Regions from separate parts of the Callithrix jacchus genome. Here region 1 is linked to region 2. A link is a contact called in public Hi-C data. All regions are on one chromosome and are shown on one strand. The core of a region is the stretch at or near the end of the contact, and the rest is flanking DNA. Distances in the headings are between cores, read along the strand shown.

Evidence for each region. A called contact is a pair of places that touch in the nucleus more often than the background predicts.
Region 1: a contact with region 2 is called in a Hi-C map of skeletal muscle, with 5 times the contacts expected there. The contact joins two enhancer-like sites. A contact is called at or near these places in 2 of 3 Hi-C or Micro-C datasets (both in skeletal muscle).

Annotation. Positions count from the first base shown.
Region 1 is chr4:170,124,507-170,129,207 of calJac240_pri, forward strand. No RefSeq gene overlaps it. Among named protein-coding and RNA genes, the nearest start is that of QKI, 170 kb to the left of the region's middle. Within about 2 kb of position 1,460, at least 1 of the 16 cell types and tissues checked has an H3K27ac peak or open chromatin away from gene starts, as enhancers often do. A contact at or near this core is called in skeletal muscle, where this site is marked.
Region 2 is chr4:169,961,597-169,966,049 of calJac240_pri, forward strand. The region is part of intron 1 of QKI (QKI, KH domain containing RNA binding); the gene reads left to right. Among named protein-coding and RNA genes, the nearest start is that of QKI, 4.2 kb to the left of the region's middle. Within about 2 kb of position 3,170, at least 4 of the 16 cell types and tissues checked have an H3K27ac peak or open chromatin away from gene starts, as enhancers often do. A contact at or near this core is called in skeletal muscle, where this site is marked.

The sequences.
Region 1 (4,701 bases), core at 210-2,709, 160 kb after region 2:
TGTTTTCTTAAAGTATCCTATACTACATTCATTGGTTACTTAACTGGGTATTAATAAAATAATTACAGGAAAAAAAGTGACTAAGAGCAAAAGGAGATGAAAATATTTGCAAATGAATCCACAATTCTTGTAGAACTTTTTGAGTTGACTAAAGATTTTATGAGCACTCCTTGAACTTAGAACTGTCAAGGGTGGGGATGATGAAGGTACAGTGCCTTGGCTATGCTTGAAACCTGAATTTTAATGCTTCCCTTGTTACGGTCATTGTCCTAAATGATTTGGTTTACGAAGTTAAGACATACTAGTTAGTTGTACAAGTGGAAAGTTGGATACATTTTAATTAAATGATATATGTTAATGAATTACGTTTTTGTGGATTGCTTTCTCACTGAGGTAAAACGGCATTAAAAAGTTGTCCAGAATTTAAACTGACTCTAGATTCCTAGGTGGTGGGAAAATGTAAAACTTGAAAGTTCCTGGGCGGAACGCAATGCCTGTGAAAACACCTGAAGCTAAGAGTTAAATTCGACTCTCAGGGAAGAAAGCTAGATTAGCAAATCAAACATGCATATGCCTCATCCAGAGCTGGTATTCAGGCATCAGGTTTTGGCCTACTGGCAGTAAAGTTGTTTTCAGATGAAACAGTGGAAAAGTTTGATACGTCATCTAGAAGTGGTCTGTCATCCTTAAGTATTGGTGTTAATTCTAAAATGAGTTAGAAACCTCCCATTACTGTTGGAATTAAAGCAACTTGGCATGGAGAGACATGAAAGAAAAAATGTAGTGTAAGCCTGACTTTATGTCCTTTTCACTAAATTCTATGAATCTGTTTGGCAGAGAGATTTTGTACTCTACAAGGAAAACATCACTGATACGGACAACAACAATAATGTACATGCCGTTAAGCCGATAAATGCCGAGATGGCCTTGTGAATACCTCGAATTCTTCAGAGAAGTGTTTTACTCTCTTCAGTGTTGCTATAGCAGAACACCTGAGGCTGGGTAATTTATATAAAAAAAGGGTTATTTGGCCCACAATTCTAGTGGCTGGAAAATTCAAGATTGGGCAGCTGAATCTGGTTAGAGCCTTATGCTGCTTTAGCTCGTAAAGCCGAAGCGGGGTGCGGTCCAGGTGCAGGGAGATACAAGGCAAGAGAAAGCAAGAGAGAAACTGAGGAGGCCAGACTCACAACCCAGTCTTACAGGAACTCACTCATCCATGCAGGAGGGAAAATACCCCCACCCCGAGGAGGGAGGGCATTAATCAGTTCCCGAGGGATCCACCTCAGTAACCCAAGCACCTCCTACCAGCCCCACCTCCCAGCACTTCCACACTGGGGATTAGATTTCACCCAAACCACAGCAAAGTGTAGCCCAATTGTTCTAAAATCCTTGTTATATTCTGCTCAAGTATCACCACCACCATCTTTAGCTCCATCCTAGAGAGGCTGTAACAAAAGTTACTGAATCAGAAAGCGGAGCGTACCTGATGTAAGTAAGCCAGGCGCTGTGGTTCACAGCACTTTGGGAGGCTGAGGTGGGTGGATCACCTTATTTTTCCCTGCAACTTCACATTTGAGTAGATACACAGTGAACTGTGGCCAGGAAGAGTTCGTGTTATTAAGGGAAAAACAGGGAAGCTCCTCCTTTCCTTACCACTTTCATCCCTCAGTTCAAAGAGGAGCACTACTTCCATCAAAACTGCATCGAACAGAACTAAGGGAAAAGAAAAATAGAAACGTAAGTTTAGCCTAAATACGAACTTGAAAGATGATACCACACCACCTCCCATTTCTAAAGTGTTTTTTCACTTGTCATTCTTCTAAAGCCAAAGGTGATGAAAGTCATGCCTTCTGTGAGATCTGTATCCATTCCAGCAAGCTGCTTGCCAAGAATTTGGTAATAGTGTCAACAGGAGCCTTCTTGCGGAGAGCCCTCAGCAGGCTCTAAGGAATGCCTGAAGTTTTATGCACAGGAGGCTCTCTGCCACTCCCTTCCATTTGAATTACTTACCTATTTCTCATAGGAACATTTCTTAAAAGTAGAAACTGTAGAATTGTGTAATGGAATTAAAATACAGAAATACCAGAGGAAATATTACTCGGCCATATATAGAAAAGGGTTGCTGTGGTACCCTGTAGTATGTCAGTGGCTATAAAAATCAAATATTATGGGAGAAAAAAACACTAGACAGTACGCCAGCAGAAATCACACATGCTTTGCCTTTGCAGGATTGCTCACATTGATGAAGATTAGCACCACAGTCAAATTTCTGAGTGCTTAATTAGCGTTAAACAATGCAATCAGTATTTCTGTGTATATCAAAATACAGGAAAACCAAACTTGTGCATCAGATTTATGTTAGTCAAGTACAGTAATGCTGTGTAATAGAATAATCTCTTAAAAACCAAGAGGAATCCAGATAGCTTGAATACATGTTCTCAAAAATACTCCCTCAGTGACCTACTGGGGAGAAACTGCTATTGTAATTGGTGAGCTTCAAATACATGGTTTGGGTAGACAGTAAAGACAAGATATTTTCATTGAAGACATCTTTTATTTTACAATTTTAGCCTCTCCTTTTAACAACATATACAAGTGTTTTACTGCCACCCTTCTTTAAGTACTGCTCTTCAACATCTCTAAGAAATTTAAAGATAAAATATTTGTGAGAAGCCACAAGTCAAAAACTGTAACTTGGCAAGCTGTGGGATTTTTTTTTTTTTTTTTTCCTCAGAGCAGTATAACCTTGCTTTCCACAGTTGTATCAGGGACTGACTTTGTCAAAAGCATCCAAGTATCCAAATGGTTGGTGTATTGTAAAGCAAACGAAAACAACCTGCTCCTGAGGAGTGTATGTTCTTTTCATTAGGACTATGAAACTGTGTGGTCATTGTTTAAATGAAGATTTCAGTTCCGCACGTGTATTCTGCCAGGTTGAATTGAAATGTGTGTATGTGGAGACAAGTTATCTTCAGCAAGGATGCTGGCCATGTCAGTTTTTTGTCTATTTTCTTTCATCACAGGAAACATCCCAAACTACCAGGGACTGGTTTCTTTGTTTGTTTGTTTATTAAACACTGGTCATTCTGGTGAAGTTTTTCTGTTGTTGTTAAGCTAATTTTTTTTTTCCATTGTATGTGTGTTTCCACTTTTGGGACATAGAGTAAATTTCGCCTAAGCTATTTCATATCACAGAATTTAAGAGGGGTTGGTGATTGAGGAAGTAGATTAAAAATACATAGGAATTTTGAGACTGAGCTGTCAATTACATTGTTTCGATAGTCCAATTTAGAACTCATGCTGATTTTTTAAAATTCCAAATGCAAGTCAGAGAACTTTCAAAATAAGCGATTTTGTTCTTTCAAGCAGTATTTATGTGCCAAAGTGATTGGGCTGAATATCATGCCTGGCCTCTAGGTAGACAAGAGTCAAGATACCATTCCTACTCCAAACAGCGTGGTCTCAGGCTGGGGGACAGAAGTGGAATGTGAAAGTAGTATGAGGGTTACACAGCAGCGTTCTAAGGCCCAGTTTTATGCAGAACATCAAGTAAATGACTCTCTTCTGTGAAGACAGGAGCTGACTGTTTCACAGTATGTTCATTTCAGAATGATGGCTAAACTTTAGTCGAAAGGGTTCCTTCTTGGTATAGCCATATTTGAAATAATCTTATTCCCTGAAATCATATCTTACTGATTTATGACTTGCCAAAAATATTTTTTGAAAGCCACTTTGTTTTGTCTGTTGGGTTACCAGGAGGAATTACTGTTTATTTTCACCCATCTTTGGCTGCTGCTGAGAAAGGCTTTTCTTCAGCCCTCTCCCCTCTCCCTCTAGGCCTTCCTGGGGGCTTTCTTTGGATCCAAAGCCAAGCCCCAGAGTGATATATCCCTAAGGGTAAAAAGCTGTTTGTCCTAGTAGTACTACCGCCATTATCAGTCTACCCGTCTCAAAGGCTTTCGTATTCCCATGAGACACTGTTTAACACTGAAATTCAACAACTATCCTTTCACCCTTTTACCTCGGCCTTGTCTGAGTAGGATTTTATATAAAAATGATAGCCTTACACTTAATCTCAGCAGTCTATATAATTTTAAGATAACATTCCTCTTCCTTCAGCCTTTTCGTCCTTTGGTTCATGTGAAAGTATATAAAGAGCGCCCTCGAAGGTGGGAGCACGTGGTGTTTTTCCTTGAGTTTCATATCACTGATGTTTAATTGCAATTGGAATGGACGTGCTCAATAAATATTTGTTGAGTGAATAAACGCCACTGTATCCCGTTTCCAGTCTGTCTCTAGAGAATTGTCAAGTGAACTGATAGACTTAGCCCTGAAGTTGGTGCAGAAGCTAACCGAATGACTGGCTGGAAGGCCAGTGAAGGCGGCAAGTTGGTCAGCAGGCTCTACAATGCACAGAAGCCTGGTCTGTGCATGGTATCAAGACCACGCCGGCGCTGGCCTTCCCATCATCAGCCCTTCCATCTGCATAACTGAAACTGTCCTCCTTACCCATATTTCAATCTTCAAGACGGTCTTTTATACTCACTTCAAGTATATATCTACATTAAGGTATTGCAGGGGAGGCAGGGTATAGAGAATAGTCCAGTTTCCATAGCTGAGAGAGAACCCAGGATCTTTTTGTAAGCATCAAAAATTAAAAGATCTAGAATTTAAAAAATGAACAGAAGCCCTCAGAAG
Region 2 (4,453 bases), core at 1,920-4,419:
ACATACACAGTAATCTGACCTATATTAAATTAAGTATGGATTATTTGATTTGTCATCACGTGTTCCTATAGTGTTCTCGAACATTGAAAACACAATTATTGGCACAAGTTTATGACGTTTCAAAAATAACATTTTCTCTTTCGCATATTTTGGTTAAGTTTTAATAGTGCTAGTAACAATTTCTGGTAAAAGTTTTTTTCTTGAGTGCAGTTGTTTAGCAGGAATCCTTTTTCGACGGTAAAATGAAAATAGACCTTGACAATGTTTAGGGTTAGTTAAAATTAAATTGCATTCTTGAAATGTTGAATTCAGAGACTATAGGAGATTCAAAAAAAAGTGAAAATACTTCACCTTAGTATACTATTTAAAAAGCTGCATACTTTGGAGTTTCTTTAGTTTAAAAGGGCGTCTCACTTGTGCTTTTATGTTGATCTAAACTCTCTTCATAATTTAGAGCTGGTTCCTTGTTACCAAGTTTCTAACTTTTTGCTTTAATAATTTTTAATTTTTCAAATCCAGAAATTTGAATTACGTCCCTATTTTTAACCAAGGTGTATTTCTCTCTGGTTGGAAATAGTAATCGTTTGACTTTAAAATGTAGGAGACCGAGAGGAAATCTCCTTATATTTGTTTCCCCTTCCCCTTGTAATGTGGCTTATTCCATTTCTCATCTTACTCTAGTTTTAGCCTTGTCAACTCCCAGTGTAAAGATTGCTTCTGTATGGCAGATAGTATGTTTAAAATGGGCAATATAATGACAAGGAAGTTTGACTGTTTTTTATCAGACCAGTACAAACATGCAGGAAAAAGGGCTATTCCTTAGTGTGGAATAAGCTGTTTCCTGTAATTGTTAGCCTTATTATAAACTTAATTTGACTTAGGAAAAATATTGGTTTCTGAAGTCCATCACATTTTTTTTTCTGGATGATTTGGTTGTGAAATTCGGCAACTTGTGCTTTACCCCTTTGTGGTTTGTCACTGTCCAAAACAAATTAATCATGACTTCTGTTTCTGGTTAGGCATTACTTTTTGTTTTGTTTCTTGCCTGTAATACTTGGCTGAAAAATTAAGTTTAGTTAAAATTTAGTAAAAATTTTACTTTAGTGATTGGCTTAATGAAGTTAACAAATTATACTTAAGAGTAGATGTATTTTCTGATAATTAGGAATTTCAAATGGGACTTTTAAATTTTTTATTTTAAAATATTTTTCAAAGAATAAGCTTTTAAAAAATTGGTTTGTCACCTTACGAATTTCCATTTGGCAAGTTACAAATTTGTGGATTAAGTGTTGGTTTTCCTACTTGATGAAGACTTGAATGTTTTAGAATGAGTATTTTAATTCCTTGCCAAATTAACCTTTAGCCTGTATCTTGACTGTGGACAGTCCTTTCGTTTTACTGCTTGTTTTTGTTTTGTTTTTTGGTTGTGGCGGGGTGTGGAGGTGTGTGTTGTGTACCAGCTCTTTCACTCAGGTATCTTCAACATGGCTGTTTTTTAAAGCTGTGAATACATTCTAGGGTGGGCCCATCATATAAAGGATATAAACTTGAGTTTGAAACCTTTTATTGAAGATAGAGATGGTTACAGGATTACAGATAAAACCTACGTCTTAAACTGCTCTACCTTTAGAGAGAAGTTTTCCACTGAACCCTGAGAGCAATTAATATGCATAGTTTTTAAGAAACCAATCTTTTTGGTCATGAAACTGAAACAACAGTTGAATGGAAATTGTTTTAATAAAGTTTTATAATTTAGAATTGAGAAGGTGAAGAGTACAGTCTAATAGACTTAATAATCCTGAATTAGGAGAAAATGGAGAATTAGTTTCTTAAAAGCAGATTTTGAGTTTTCAGTTTTTTAGGTGGAGGAGGGGTTAAAACTGCTAGCTTATATGGAAATAAAAATGTGTAATGAGTAAGGACAGTCTAAATCTTTTTATTAGGGCCGGACGAGGTGGCTCACGCCTATAGTCCCAGCACTGTGGGAGGCCGAGGCGGGTGGATCACAAGGTCAAGAGATCGAGACCATCCTGGTCAACATGGCGAAACCCTGTCTCTACTAAAAATACAAAAAATTGGCTGGGCACGGTGGTGCGTGCCTGTAGTCCCACCTACTCGGGAGGCTGAGTCAGGAGAATTGCCTGAACCCAGGAGGCGGAGGTTGCGGTGAGTCGAGATCACGCCATTGCACTCCAGCCTGGGTAACAAGAGCGAAACTCCATCTCAAAAAAAAAAAAAAAAAAATCTTTTTATCAGAAAAATTAGCTTGTGGCTCAGAAAAAGAGAGCAGATGGATTAGAATGCCACATTACTGATTTGAAAAATACGTTTTCATTTTCAGATGGTCTTTTCATTTGTTTTTATAATAAATTTCCTTTCTGACCTCAGTTTAGTTTCTAACCTGCCTCCTCCCTCTTTTAAATATGAGTAAAAGTATTTCGTTAAAACTTGCTTTAATAGTTGACATTTTTTCATGTTAATGTTTATTTTAACTTCTTTTGCCTTAATTATTGGATGTATTATACTGTTTTCTTACCATTATTTTTTTTTCCTGAGAAACAACTCATTTACAAAAGCTTTGACTTAAAAATCATATAGTTGTTGATATTTAGAGGTCTCTTGCTATAGAGATATCTTACAAAAAGATTTTCTTTTTGTCTGAAGAAGCAATTATTGTTGTCAGTAATCACCTGTAACAAACAGATTTTACTTAAGGTGAAATAATCTGTTCTTTAGGAACTAAGATTTTTGCTTTTGTACACAAGCCCTTGAATTAGTTGTTGTAAGAAGGAAGCAACTATTTATAATCACTTCTTTCCATGATCTTTTCTCACCCAGGAGGTGTCACCAGCTATATATTGGCAGTAATGGAAAAGCTCGTTTGTATCACCATGGGGTATTTATTAAACATTCATTCTGTACTTTTAAAGCTAAATTCCCCTGTAGGTGGAAGGTGATTCCTTTGTAAACTTTATCCAGTTTACATGCTTTATAGTAAAAGTTGTATCCAACTGTAACACTTGAGTTGATAGAAATAGGTCTCTTTGCTAGTCACATTTACTAGCATATTTGGGATGAACACTTTCGTAAATGACTGAGAATGTCAAGTTAAATCAAGTTAATTTGACTTCTTAAATGCTTTATGCACATTTTATTTCTGTTACTGCCTCACTAGTCACTGTCACTGTCTTGGAGCTGATTGAAATTGGTCAGTTTCCCATAAGAGCAAATGGTTTTTGTTTTCTTTTTCAGGGAAATAGATTTCTGTGACAAAAGAAGTGCAGTATAATAAAACACTCATGCTTTGACCCGGCCTTCACTGAAGCATGATTCAGATGTTTGTTTTTGAGACCAATATACTTAGACATGTAAGGGCTTTCCTTTTGTTTTTTGATGTCCTTTTCTTTTTGGTTTGGGTTTGATATCAAGGAAATTAATTACACCAGTGTGATCATTGGGGTAACTTTTTATAAACTGACTGGAACTGCAGTTTAATTTACTTGAGAAATTCAGTGTAGCTAATGTATTTGTTTGATGTTAAAGTTGTAAGCAAAACTTGCTCTTCTCTGTTGGAGATGGAAAACGCTATGCCATTGTTGGGTTTTGTTTGTTGATAACTTAAAAGGCAGCCCACTGAGCAACTTTCTGCTGTTGGTATGTCAGCTGTTACACAAACATATCCAAGGTTCTATTTTAAGGCCAAGGGATGGGGGGTGGTGAGTGGGCCTATGTTAGGAGGTCATACAGATATATACCAGCTTTTTATTTACATGATCAACAGGATTTCATTTTTTTCTCCAACCTCTGCTGTATTTGACATTAAGACAGCTTGATGTGAATTTTCAGTGCGGTAGTGTGTTGTTTCCCCTTAATGATAACTTTTACGGAATATTTATACCCCTTTTAAAAATTGGCATTATCAGCTTGGGGCCCATAATGGCTAGATTATTTGATGTTCAAGTAAGGGTTTTACAGTGTTATTTTCATTTGACCGAAAAGTACAACTAACAGTAAACTTTTATAGCGAATGTAGTTTGTTACGTTAGTGGGACTGTTAAGAAATTTGTTTATAACTATAACTCCAGTCTGTGTAGGGTACTACTTTCTATGGAGTGATCACTATAGTTAGCATTGGAATGTTATTATCTGCCCTATAAAAATCACTTCCTTGAGGATGCCTTCCTTAGAGCCTGGCATATGTACACTTTCAGATGTTTGCTGAATTAAACTTGTTGACATCTTAACATCATTTTTTGATTTCTAGTTTCTCAAAGATAGGGCATATGCACATGATTAAAAGAAAATCCAGAGGTGACATTAGAAATATTGGCTAATAATTTTTAAAAATGAAGCAATTGTGTGATTGGTGATAGTTTTGTGCCATTCGAGGAAAAGGCACTTGTGTTTTTTCTTAAAAATAACTTAAAGTGTCATGTTATTTGTAGTACTTGCC